2 separate regions of the Drosophila melanogaster genome follow, and region 1 is linked to region 2. Evidence: chromatin contacts called from public Hi-C data. All regions are on one chromosome and are shown on one strand. The core of a region is the stretch at or near the end of the contact, and the rest is flanking DNA. Distances in the headings are between cores, read along the strand shown. Region 1 holds the start of ND-39 (NADH dehydrogenase (ubiquinone) 39 kDa subunit). Region 2 holds the start of CG13248.

Region 1 (6,036 bases), core at 829-3,328, 82 kb before region 2:
GAGGATGTAATTCTATAGAGATTACCATAGCTTCATATGTAAATATGTATTTATAATATTTATTATGGCATTGTTGTTGTCTCATAAACCTACCTAGATAACGACAATACAAACATACCTACATTTGACAGGCATAAACAAGCAACATATGTATAAATTTCACTCTCCTTTTTCTGCTCTCATTTCGCTCTCTTTAATAGCTCACATGCAATCAGCTGATTTTTTTTCAACCTGCTCACGCACTTTTTCGCCCACACAAATACTATCACTGTTGCTTTCTACCTCTCTCTTCCTTATCTCTGCTCCCCACCCTTTAAATTTGCGGGCTTTTCGTTTGTTTTGCCGGCCGTGGTTATTGGTGTTGTTGTTGCTCCTATTCGACCATCTCTCTTTGCCTTTAATACCCTTACGAAGAGTAACTCAAAAGTAAATAAATAAATAAATTAACTACTCTTGGAACATATCCGTTCTAGTGAAAAAATTAAAATTAATTTTAATTCAATTATGAATGCTCAGAATTATAATGAGGAAATCTTCTTGTTTTTGTAGAACATAGCTTTACTAGTATTATAACATTTCGAATTTCAATTAAAAGAGTACTTATAGTTCGGCATGGTGCTTCGGGTTTTCCGTTTATTTTGCCATATGTATATTTCTCGTCGTCTTTTGCGATCATTCGTGTTTGAGCCGCGCTGCAGTTAACAACGATCTGAATGATTCGCTCCCGAAAAAATTAGCGCGTGTGCCTCGAAATATTTTAAATCGCTAACGTGCGTGTGTGTGAATAATAATAATAATAATAATAACAATAAAATAGGAAAAGCTACATTTTCCAAAGCAATTTACGCTGCCGCGGTTATAATTAGAAAACGTAAAGCGAACGCAGGCCTTTTTTCGCTTATCAGAGTCCAAAAGACGGTAATTCTCCAGTTCTTAGCCACAGTATTAGGGGTCTAGACTGATAAGGGCTTTTCGGCCGTATGCGAAATTCGGCTTTGTATCTGGGCCCAGGAATCGGAAAAATACGCCCTAATGCGCGCAGTTTTGGATACTCGCAGATTGTATATAGATGACTGATTCGTTAGCGGGCAGATTGTAGATCCATTTAGCAAGTGATTATTAAGACGCCTCGCGCCTCTTGGCACCGATGTGAAAAAATATTGCCCGAAATATGTATTACTTCTGCGGTGTATAAAAATAAGTTCGATCGAAATTAATGCTAATTAACGGTTATATCTGTCTACGATCCACCTGCCAGTCGCATCGAGATTAAGCTAAAAACAAATTCTCACCCTTAGCTAATTCAATGGAAATTAATCCCGGGCCTTGGCTCAAGTTCTGAAGAACCCAGCTCGGCCGTGTTTCCAGTTCCAAAATATTATAAACAATTACTCTATGAAATAATAAACAAACTAATTTGTTTGCGATTGAGTTAATAATGCATTTTTGGTTGCACGGTTATATTAGCCAACTCAAATTATTAATCTAAAGAGTAGCGTGAGATCCAAAAATTTTACATTTATATTAAAAGAAAAATTATTATATTTTAATCTCTTACATAGAAAGCTATTATTGTATTTATTACTTCTATCACTGCAACCGCATTGTATGTTTATAAATTTAATTCAATTAGATTTGTCGTTTTGTAATTTCGAGTCATTAAGTGTAATTGAAGTGGGTCTTTAGTAATCAGCATTAATATCAAACTTCGTATTATTTTAATGGGTTTTTGTAAATCATCAAAAAATCTCTCGGACCCCAACTGATCACGTTTTCGATGAGGATGCAGGGAAAGCATACATATGTACATATATAGATATATACTTATGTATATAGGTGCAGATTGCACGTAGATGGTGGTGCATAAAATCGTAATTAAAATATTTACACTTCTTTGTTTATTATAATGGGAATATTTCATTGAATCGTGTGCTTCATCACTTACTATGTACAGGTGGTCAGGGTTGTGAATTCGCGAAAAAAAACGTGGATTGGGTTTCACTTTTATGATTATGGGCTAAAAAGCAGTAAGATACAAGCTGGATTTTTATAGAACACACAATTAGTACGGAAAATTTAGCCGAGTGCAATGCAATTTAACTTATAGCCTACTACTTACTAATATGGAATAACTTAAAATCTGCATACTTACTTTCGCCTAGTTGTTCCATCTTTATTAACTCTTATCTTACATCTTATATTTATAATGTACCTATGATTTTAAGGCTGTATTACCTAAATAAGTCATATTTACATCCCATATTATAAGAGAGCCCCCCTAAAAATATTAATTTCCACTTGGCAACATTTACCGGTGGCAACATCAACATTCCCCATCGAATCAATCCCTCGACTAGTGATGGCATTTTAACCCACTGAAAGCCGAGTTGTTTTCGATATTGTTTTCCAAATCGCTCTTATCAGTCAGACCTGTCCACTTACCACTTAATCACCTGGGGTGAGATAGCGATAGGGTCGGTAGACAACTATCTCTATCTGCTTATCAGGAGTCCGATTTTGGCGCGTTCGAAATGTTCAAATGCGCCTCATGGGCAACAAAGTAATAAAATATTGGCAGCACACGTTGTCTGTGGCCCACTGATAGACAATAACAATATTGATAGAATTTTTAAATAACACCGTTCCCTTGCGAATTAGAAATTCCAAAGGCATCGGCAACCTTGTCATCGTGTCCGAAATGGTCAAAATTGTTAGATTTTAGCTGCTGGTTGTTTTGAAAACAGGCCAGGGACCCGTATAGGAAGTATTTTTGTAATTCAGTTTAAAATCTACGCAAAAACCAATAGGCAACAAATGCTGTTTGTTGCCAAACTTCATTTGTATGCAGGCAATGGTCCGAAAGAAGCAAAAAATTAAACAAGCAAACAGAATTAATGCACCTGAAACCTGATGATGGCAAATCAAAACAAAAAGCAAATGTTATTGGTCCCGAATTTTACTGCACGCTTCACTTTTTGTTTATTTTTTCAATTAATGGAGTGAGCTGTTGCATTGGTCTAATTGGCAATTGAGCTGTCAACTCTTGGCTCAGATTTACGATCTGGACTTTACGCCATCTGAGAAGGTCCGGATTCGAGGGTAATCAAATAATTATGACAAAAGGGGTGAAAAAACATTCCATAAAAACCTTAAAATTTTGCAATTGAATTCTCGAAAGTAAAAAGATTTCTCGCAATACTAATCTGTGAGCAATTTCATTTTTGTAAAATAGTTGTTTAACTATACATAGCATCTATAAAATAACCAGATACCTGTTACTCAGATGTCGGGATGCATGCCTTGTCTCAACTTTTTACAAATATCTTTAAAAAAATATGTACGGTCAGACGGACGGACGGACATTCAATTGAACATTGGACTTATTCGCAATTAAATAGCTAGTTAACATACAAACTAAAAGAAATTTATATATAAATTTAATTACACGTTATAAGTTGTTCATTTTACTTGCCGATTGCTTCTGTTTTCACTTCAATAAATATTTCGAGTGATGTTAAATCAAAGGTTTAGCGGCGATATCAATAACAATACCGATATGTTGCATATTAATTTTCTTTATTTAAACAGTTTACCACCAGTAAGCATTAAATTTGAAAAAAAAAAATTCGCTAAATATACAAATCCAATAAATACGAGCAATTACTTTATTCAATCTAGCGTGATATGCCAACTTTTTCTTTTTTTTTTAATCGGTTTCGAAAACAAGTGTACATTAAATCTTTTACCCCAAAAAATGGCATTAAGTCTGTTGACCTTGCATTACCCTATTATTACTCTAAAATTTTCCTGGGTGTCTAGTATACCCTCCTGCTCTACGAGTAATGGGTATACAAAATTGTAAATGAAAAGCTAAGCCTAATTTCAGCTTTTAGACCTGCCTTGACATCTTTGCTTTTTTTTTGGTAGTCTTTGGGAACCGTCAGTTCTCATCCACATGCCACTCATATCACACCACATTTTATCGGGAGGATCACTTCGTTATCTTCATTATCCCCTAGCAACTACAGCAACAATGAGCGACCTGAGGCTTCACACGAATCAGTATCTTTATCTGTATCTGTATCTGTAGCTCTGCTTATCTTGTGTTATCTTTTGTTCGAGCCTATATAACATTGCCTCCTGCCACCCACTACCCATCCATTTCGGATTTCGAATGAAAACGAAATCAAATTGAGGAAATGAACATTTAGTGGAACAACTGGAAGATACACGAGTACACAGAATCCATTTAATCAAACAGATGTCTATGGCCTCATCCACTCATCCAAATAGTTTGTTGCTACCTGCTAATTGTTATTTCTACAATGTCTCTGCTGGAATTACTATAGCTATAGTATGGAAAACAGTCGATTGTTTGCTGGGGCGCACAATCTAGTGCCCCCGAGGCGCCGTTTAGCGCTTTAGTACTTAGCTTACTCGCTTTCCATGTCTATCTCTATGGGGTTCTAAAACAATAGATTTTATCATTTGATCTATTCTAATTATATGCCATTGCACGTGTGACAATTTGGAATGCAATTGGCTCATTTAAGAGTCGAATCGACGACAAACATAGGCGTTTGTACATTTGATAAAATTGTATTCTGGGCGGCAATGTTAATTTGCGTAATAATCCTATTGAGGATTCCACGTGGAAGCGACAGATTTAAATCAACAGTCGATTTGGGCTTGTTCTGTCACTTTAAGGAAGTTTTATATAACGACAGTGAAATCATATAGAAATGCTGTCTATAAATGGATTACTATAAATATCATTAATGAAGTATAACATATAGCAGGTCCATGGTTCTGTTCTTTAAGTTAGGCACATTGTATACCTCAACTTATCACATTTATTTACCATAAAGGTCATTGCACGGACCTTCAGTTTTTGTTTAGATGGTCTATTCGGATTAACCAAAAATACCATTAAACCGCGACATGTCCCTCGCTAATTACTCTACTAGAGGGCATTTAGGCCATTTAAATGACCAACCGAATGGGGTTCAACCTTGGGGTTACATGGCGGCAAACACACTGAGTGGGGGCGTCCATCAAACAATCGGTAGCTATATGTCCACAATCACGTAAAATTACGTCAATGTCCCAGGCTATCGAACGATCGATTCGATGAGATTCGCTGAGGTAACCACGGGTGTAGCGGGCCCATTTAGCATCTTCATTTGCATGCAACCCATGCAAAAGCGACAGGAGGAGCTCAGGCCCGTGCCCACATGATGACGATCATGGTGGTGGTGAATGGCATACGAGCTTGGAAATGAACTGAACCCTAAATATGGCAGGTTCAGCTCGGTTCAGTGGCAGTATCGCCCCAAATCGGATCGGTGCGCTTATCCCCCTTTGGGATCTTGAACTTGACACAGTTCGGATGGGTTTTACCGGGTTTATCGAAGGGCTAATATTTGGTATTATAACAATTACTATAGTTACAGTTTTAACTAATGCTGCATTTTTGAGTTGTATTGAAATAAGCTATAAGATAAGATTCATTTATAATTCTTTTAAATAAGCTTTAATGATCATAAATATATATACCGAATCGAAATGTATAATATATATATATATATATATATATATATATATATATAATATAATATATATATAAATTCCCAGCCAGTTCATTCATCTGCCACTTCCAAGTAATGTTGACCGACAGTTGATGAACATGCGAATAGTAAATTTGAATATAGATTTATATAGATCACACCTAGTGCAGTTTGTTGTCAAGAGCCATTTGTCCGCCATTTTCGCATCTACCAGATATTTAACTTATCACTTCACTTCTTACTGACCTTTCGATGCCCTTCTTTCCACAGAACAATGGTAAAGGATATTCTCCAGCGGTGCAAGCCGATACCGCTGTACACCGTACTGGTACTATCGATCTGCTACTTCGTGCTCCAGCTGATCCTCAGCCACTTGACCCATGGACTCACTCTGCTGATGGCCAGTCATCACATGCTGTGTAATATTTTCGCACTCGGCGGTTGTATCATCACAATTAAGGTAGGTCAA
Region 2 (5,985 bases), core at 1,755-4,254:
CGTTTATATACACACACGGCGTATGATTTAACAGAAATCGTTTCGGATATTGCCTCAAAAATCCAAAGACGCGGCAAGTAAAATACAACGGCAACAAAAACAGAAACCGAAAATAAAAAAACAAAATACAAAAACGACAAATAATACAACCAATGCTAGTAGCTTAATATATTTGTTGTTGTTTATTTTACGTCGCTCGTGGTTTTATACACGCACACTCCACTAAATCGGGTACTACGATTTATTGGCAGGTTGTGATTATTTATTCGCCGCACTACACGGGTAGCACACAAAACGGATACAGATTAGAATTTATCTAAATAGTACCCGCTTTCAAGTGAACTTCCAAATGTCAGAGGTCAGCTTGCAAAACACCTTATATACTTCAATTTGTTTGTTTCAATTTGTTTGAATTAAACGAGTTATACGATCACGGGTATAATACATATTCGTTTATGGGGGTGTGTCATTTGAAACGTAATTGCGAAGCTGGATTTATAATTATAGCACTTTATTAATTATTATTAAAAAATATCCATGGTCTGTATCATTTTTAGATCATGCTCCACAACTTTATGCATATCTTTGAGGTCCTTTGGAAAGTTTAAGGACTAGATTGATATATATGTTATATTTATAAAATGTGAGATAGGTAAAAATATCAATATAAATATGTTGCAACTAGCTGTTCTTATTAGAAACGTAGGTTAATGATTTTAATTTGGATATTCGGCTCATCTGTGGGCTCAAGGTCGCCGAAATATCTGGAATCTGTATCTCAGGGCATATTGATCAATCTTTTCATGGGCGTTATCGTTGCATCATGTCACTATCATCAATTTAACCCTTTCCGAATTGATTGCTCAGAGTTAGGGCATCCAGTAGCCCGGCGCCTGGAGCCAACTATTTTTTCCATTCATATGGAGTTCGTGGGCAGCGAGACGCGTGAGCACCGTCCACTCGCCGTCTCCCCTAGCCATTTTAGCCATTTGAGTCGCCGTCTTAGCCATCTTGACCCAAGCGCGCGACTGGCACATTTTGTAGCCAGCTGAAAAATGAAAACCAAAAACTAACAACTGAAAACTGAAAACTGAGCTGAAAAACTGCACCTTCGCCGGTGTGCTTTTAGGGCCAAAGAGTCAAAATCCGTCATTGCAACTACCTGTACTACAAGATGTGGGCTCCAAGGGGGCGGGGATACCAAACGGGGTAGTGGGACTTTGGCCATATGGATATGGAGGTGTGCGATGGAGATGTTGTCATGCAACTACAGCCGGCATTGCGGACAGGTTGACGACGAATTCGGAGCCGATGCGATGCCGATGCGCCTGGTCATCCCTAACAGGTATTAGTATTCAAAGTTTTGGAAGCCCAGCGTCCGCTTCGTGATGCTGATAGATTTTCGCAGCCAAATGGCAACGGTCATGGCGAGATGGCGATGGTGGGCTGTCGCCATGGGAAGAATACGGATGGAGACGGATGGTAGGGTAATTCACTTAGCCACCGTCATATGGTTAGGCCGAACCCGAATCCGTATCCATATGCCGGCACGATCTGCATCGCGATGCCAGAGGTGCCTTCGAAGGCGCTTCTGCCTTTGACAAACATCACGTAACCCAGTCTGCCAGTGGATGGTATCTGCTGCTCCCAGAACCGCTACTAATATATTTGATATTATACTATAATAAGTAGGGTAACCATCCCAGAAGGGTCTGTTCTTAAAGAAGGATCTATATCTACAAAGGTTTAGTCATCCAGTCATAATCATAACGTTATCATAGAGATATGAAATATAGTACCGCATTTCTTGAATGTAACCCTATTAATAACTAATTTCCCAACTTAGCTTTATAAGAAACACACTTTGCTGAAAGTTGAATCAATACCCTAAGAGTATTTTCCATTCGACTTCATAGTACTTCTTTACTTAAAAACATTGCATTAAAGTTTCGTTGATTGGGCCTTTCAAGACATAATGAAGTGTTGCGGACTATACTTAAAAACACCAACATATGTTTAATGGAAAACGTAATTTTTGGTCCCCATAAAGGGTGTGACAACCTATCTCTCCCGTGGATCAGCAAAGATCACATATTCTTGCATTCGCTCGGCGGCAGTGACAAAACAAATTCGTGATCAGACATTTCGTTATTACCGGACATTGTTGGCTACGAAGAAATAGGCAAAAGTAAACCTCACTTGTTCTCCAAGTTTTGGTAGTGCAAACACACTTTGTGGCGATTAAAATTAATTTCAGACATAAAATAATAATAATACAACTTATTGGCTGTTTATTTTAAAATTTTATTGCAGGTATGGCAATAGCATTCGCGGTACTCATAATTTCCCTATTTTGCTAATATTCGGAATATTTATCTACAATCAGTTGGCATTAATTTTTAAAGACTTTTAGCTTAAAATATACGATAGTTTTGTAAACGCATTATTCTAATCATCACTAAACGACATTCCACTTATAAATGTCGATCATTTGATTGGCAGGAGCAATAACAATTTGTTTAAAATGGTTACGCTTATTTAGTTTCCGGTTTTGGCTCACAAACACAAGCAAGCTTTCAAACGAAGTTAATTGGCCTTTAAAAGTATGCTCCATCATATGGAAATATATGCAGATATTTTATTTACGATTAGACGGAATTAAATTGTATACTTTGCGGGGCCCTACATGTATTTATCTCAGTAAAAACATAATACAAAGAAAATAGTTTTAAGGTTCAACTAAAAATTTAAATATTACATTAGAGATTATTTATCGCATTGAAAATTAAAAGACATCGGAATATTCCGAATAATAATTTTGTAGTATCGTTTTTTGTATCATTCACTCTATAATTTCCATATTGAAGGTTTTTTAAAAACTACAACATTTAGTGTGGCAATTTTATCGCACTTCAAAAAAAGCTCGGTGACGAAAGCTGCCTCCTGGCCGTGTGCAAACACTCGGCAATTCGCCCACTGAGCTTTCGAATTTGATGCAAAAATCGATATAGTCACAGCTGTTTGTGTACAACAAGTGAAAGTGTCCCGTGTGCCGCATCGAATATTCCGTGAAATATATCCAAATATCCCCAAGTTCAGATCCTTCAAGTGGCCCAAGAGGCGCGAACTCCTTTCAGCTCGGTTTCAACTTTCGTCTCAACCAGGATGCCGAGCTCACGACGTGCGATCCTGAGGCACATATTGTCGGGCATTTGCACCAAGATGAATCGCACCAAGTCGGTGCCCACTGACGTCATGGAGACGCCGCTAAACCGATGCCTCAACACCTTCGACATCGCTCTATTGGGTACTTTCAGTTAATCGATCAGTAACCGGCTTGTTCTCCGGTTTACCACTCGATTAGGGAACAATATGTTGGGGGCTACAATGCTTTCAATGCAAACATCTGCTATCTTAAAGTTCAGAGTTGGGGGTACTTAAAGATACATTGTAGAAATTACTGTTTTTTTTTATTTGAACACGTTGAATGTTTAAGTATTTAAGCATTTTTAAACAAGTTTTACGGGGCCACACGCGCATCTTTCGGCCAGAGACAAGCCACTCTTAATTCAAAATGACTTGCTAAACATTTAACAACTTCTTTAAAAGCCATTCCCTAAGCGGTTTTTATTATTTATATATATATATTTTTAACAACGCACTAGACTAACCTTCAAAGTAGAGAAAATCCCTGATATGAAGACATACATGGTTTTGAAAACCCCCTAGAGATTTGTAGAGATTTTAAAACCCTTCAGATAGGAATAGAACATAATTTACCTTATCTACATATATTCCTTGACATCAGAATTATTGCTTTACAAGAACCAGAAATTAGAGTATGTGCCATCAACGAAAAAACAAGACTATCTCTACATTCATATATTAAATATGAACATATGTGTTTACCCCCAGGCATTGGCCATATGGTTGGCGCTGGCATCTACGTGCTGACTGGAACTGTGGCCAAGGAAATGGCCGGACCCGGGATCATATTATCCTTCATCCTGGCCGGATTTATTTCGATGCTGGCCGCCCTATGTTACGCGGAGTTCGGGACTCGAGTGCCCAAGGCGGGATCGGCCTATGTGTACACCTACATCTCGATGGGTGAATTCTGGGCCTTCGTCATCGGCTGGAATATCCTGCTGGAGCATATGCTGGGTGCAGCTTCGGTGGCCAGGGCCTGGAGTGGATACGTGGATTCAATGCTGGGCGGTTGGATTGGGAACACAACGCTGGAGCTAACGGGTGGCATCCACGAGCCCGGATTGGCCCAATACCCCGACGTCTTAGCCTTCCTGGTCTGCATTGTTTACGCGGCTGCTCTGGCCGGAGGAGTAAAGGCCACGGCGGTGTTTAACAGTCTCCTCACCCTGGTCAATATAGCCGTGATGGTGCTGGTCATCAGCGTGGGATTCTGGTATGCGGATGGTAAGAATTGGTCCGAGGCTGAGGGTGGATTTCTGCCCTACGGCGTTGGAGGAGTCATCGCCGGTGCAGCCACCTGTTTCTACGCCTTCGTGGGCTTCGATTCCATAGCCACTTCCGGTGAGGAGGCCAAAAACCCATCGGTATCCATACCCGTGGCCACTGTGATCTCATTGTTCGTGGTGACAGTGGGCTACATCCTTGTCAGCGCCGCTCTGACCCTTATGATTCCCATCAGTGAGATCAATCCGGCTGCCTCATTGCCGGAGGCATTTGGGCAATTGAACCTCTCCTGGGCCAAGTACCTTATCTCCATCGGAGCTCTGTGTGGAATGACCACCACCCTGTTGGGATCCCTGTTCGCCCTGCCACGCTGCATGTACGCCATGGCCTCGGATGGATTGCTCTTCAGCTGTTTTGGGAAGATTAACCCGACCACCCAGGTGCCACTGCTGAATCTAGTGGTATCCGGGGTAATGAGTGCCTGCCTCGCTTTGGTCTTCGATCTGGCCAAGCTGGTGGAGTTTATGTCCATTGGCACTTTGTTGGCCTACACCATCGTCTCGGCCAGTGTGATCATCCTGCGATATCGTCCCATGGAGCGAATTCATACCACGATTAGGGTACCCGCAGTGGCTGGAAGTCCCGACGACGACGACGATGATGACGAGGATGTGGCGTCCCAGTCCAGCATGGATACCTCCTCACCGACCAGTGAGATGATAGAGGAAGTCTTAGCTGGAAGACTAAAGGCCCAGTTCAGGTGCTTGGAACCCCTACTAGGACGTTTCGAACCGGGATCTGTGGTGTCCGTCGCCGTGATGCTGTTCATCTTCCTGAGCTTTGCCATCTGTGTGGAGCTAAAGGTGTCGTGGACGCAACTCTATACGGGCACCTGGTGGGCACTGATCATCTATGGATTCATCATCTTCGCAGCAGGCACTTGCGTGGCCGTGATAGCTGTCCATAACCAGAACACCCGTGGCCTGATCTTCAAAGTTCCCCTGGTTCCCTTCGTTCCTGCACTTGGAATCTTTTGTAACATCTTGTTGATGGTCCATCTGGATGCCGTGACTTGGGTAAGGTTCTTTGTCTGGGTTTGTATCGGTATGGTGGTGTACTTCCTCTACGGGATTCGTAACAGCAAAGAGGGCGAGGTCTGCTCCTCGTACTCCATCCTTATGACCACTTCGGAGGCTGGAAAGGTGCCGTGGGGTTCCTTCAAGGCAACTTCCGGTGGCAAGAAGTCCAGTAAGCACTCCATCTTCGAGAGATTCACAGGACGCAGCAAGCCGGAGGACAAGAAATCAATTGTAGAGGAAAGCGAAAACGAAACGTCCGGATATTCCTAAGTCAATTCTTCCAATTGGAACCCAAAGCTTCAACCCGAATACAGATCGTGAACTAAAATCAAATCAGTGAAAGATATACAGTTGTTATGGTTTCGGCTTATTATTTTTGAAATGTTTAATGTACATAGATAAAACTACTTCAATTGGTTACTGTTCTTTTGAGAAAAAGATTATAATACTTATTTTCTATGTAATACCAAAA

Evidence for each region. Hi-C and Micro-C count contacts between places; a contact is called where the count stands out from the background.
Region 1: a contact with region 2 is called in a Hi-C map of the OSC cell line, with 2.8 times the contacts expected there. The contact joins the promoter of ND-39 here to the promoter of CG13248 in region 2. A contact is called at or near these places in 9 of 107 Hi-C or Micro-C datasets (the Clone 8 cell line, the Kc167 cell line, the ML-DmBG3-c2 cell line and 5 more).

The regions. Positions count from the first base shown.
Region 1 is chr3L:20,488,124-20,494,159 of dm6, reverse strand. It overlaps ND-39 (NADH dehydrogenase (ubiquinone) 39 kDa subunit), which reads right to left and starts at 2,078. Exons shown (of 5, transcript NM_140977.2): 1 at 1,946-2,078. ZnT77C (Zinc transporter 77C) reads left to right here. Exons shown (of 4, transcript NM_140976.3): 2 at 5,838-6,027. The coding sequence starts at 5,842.
Region 2 is chr3L:20,407,585-20,413,569 of dm6, reverse strand. CG13248 reads left to right here and starts at 3,004. Exons shown (of 2, transcript NM_140962.2): 1 at 3,004-3,307; 2 at 3,916-5,985. The coding sequence starts at 3,166. The coding sequence ends at 5,783.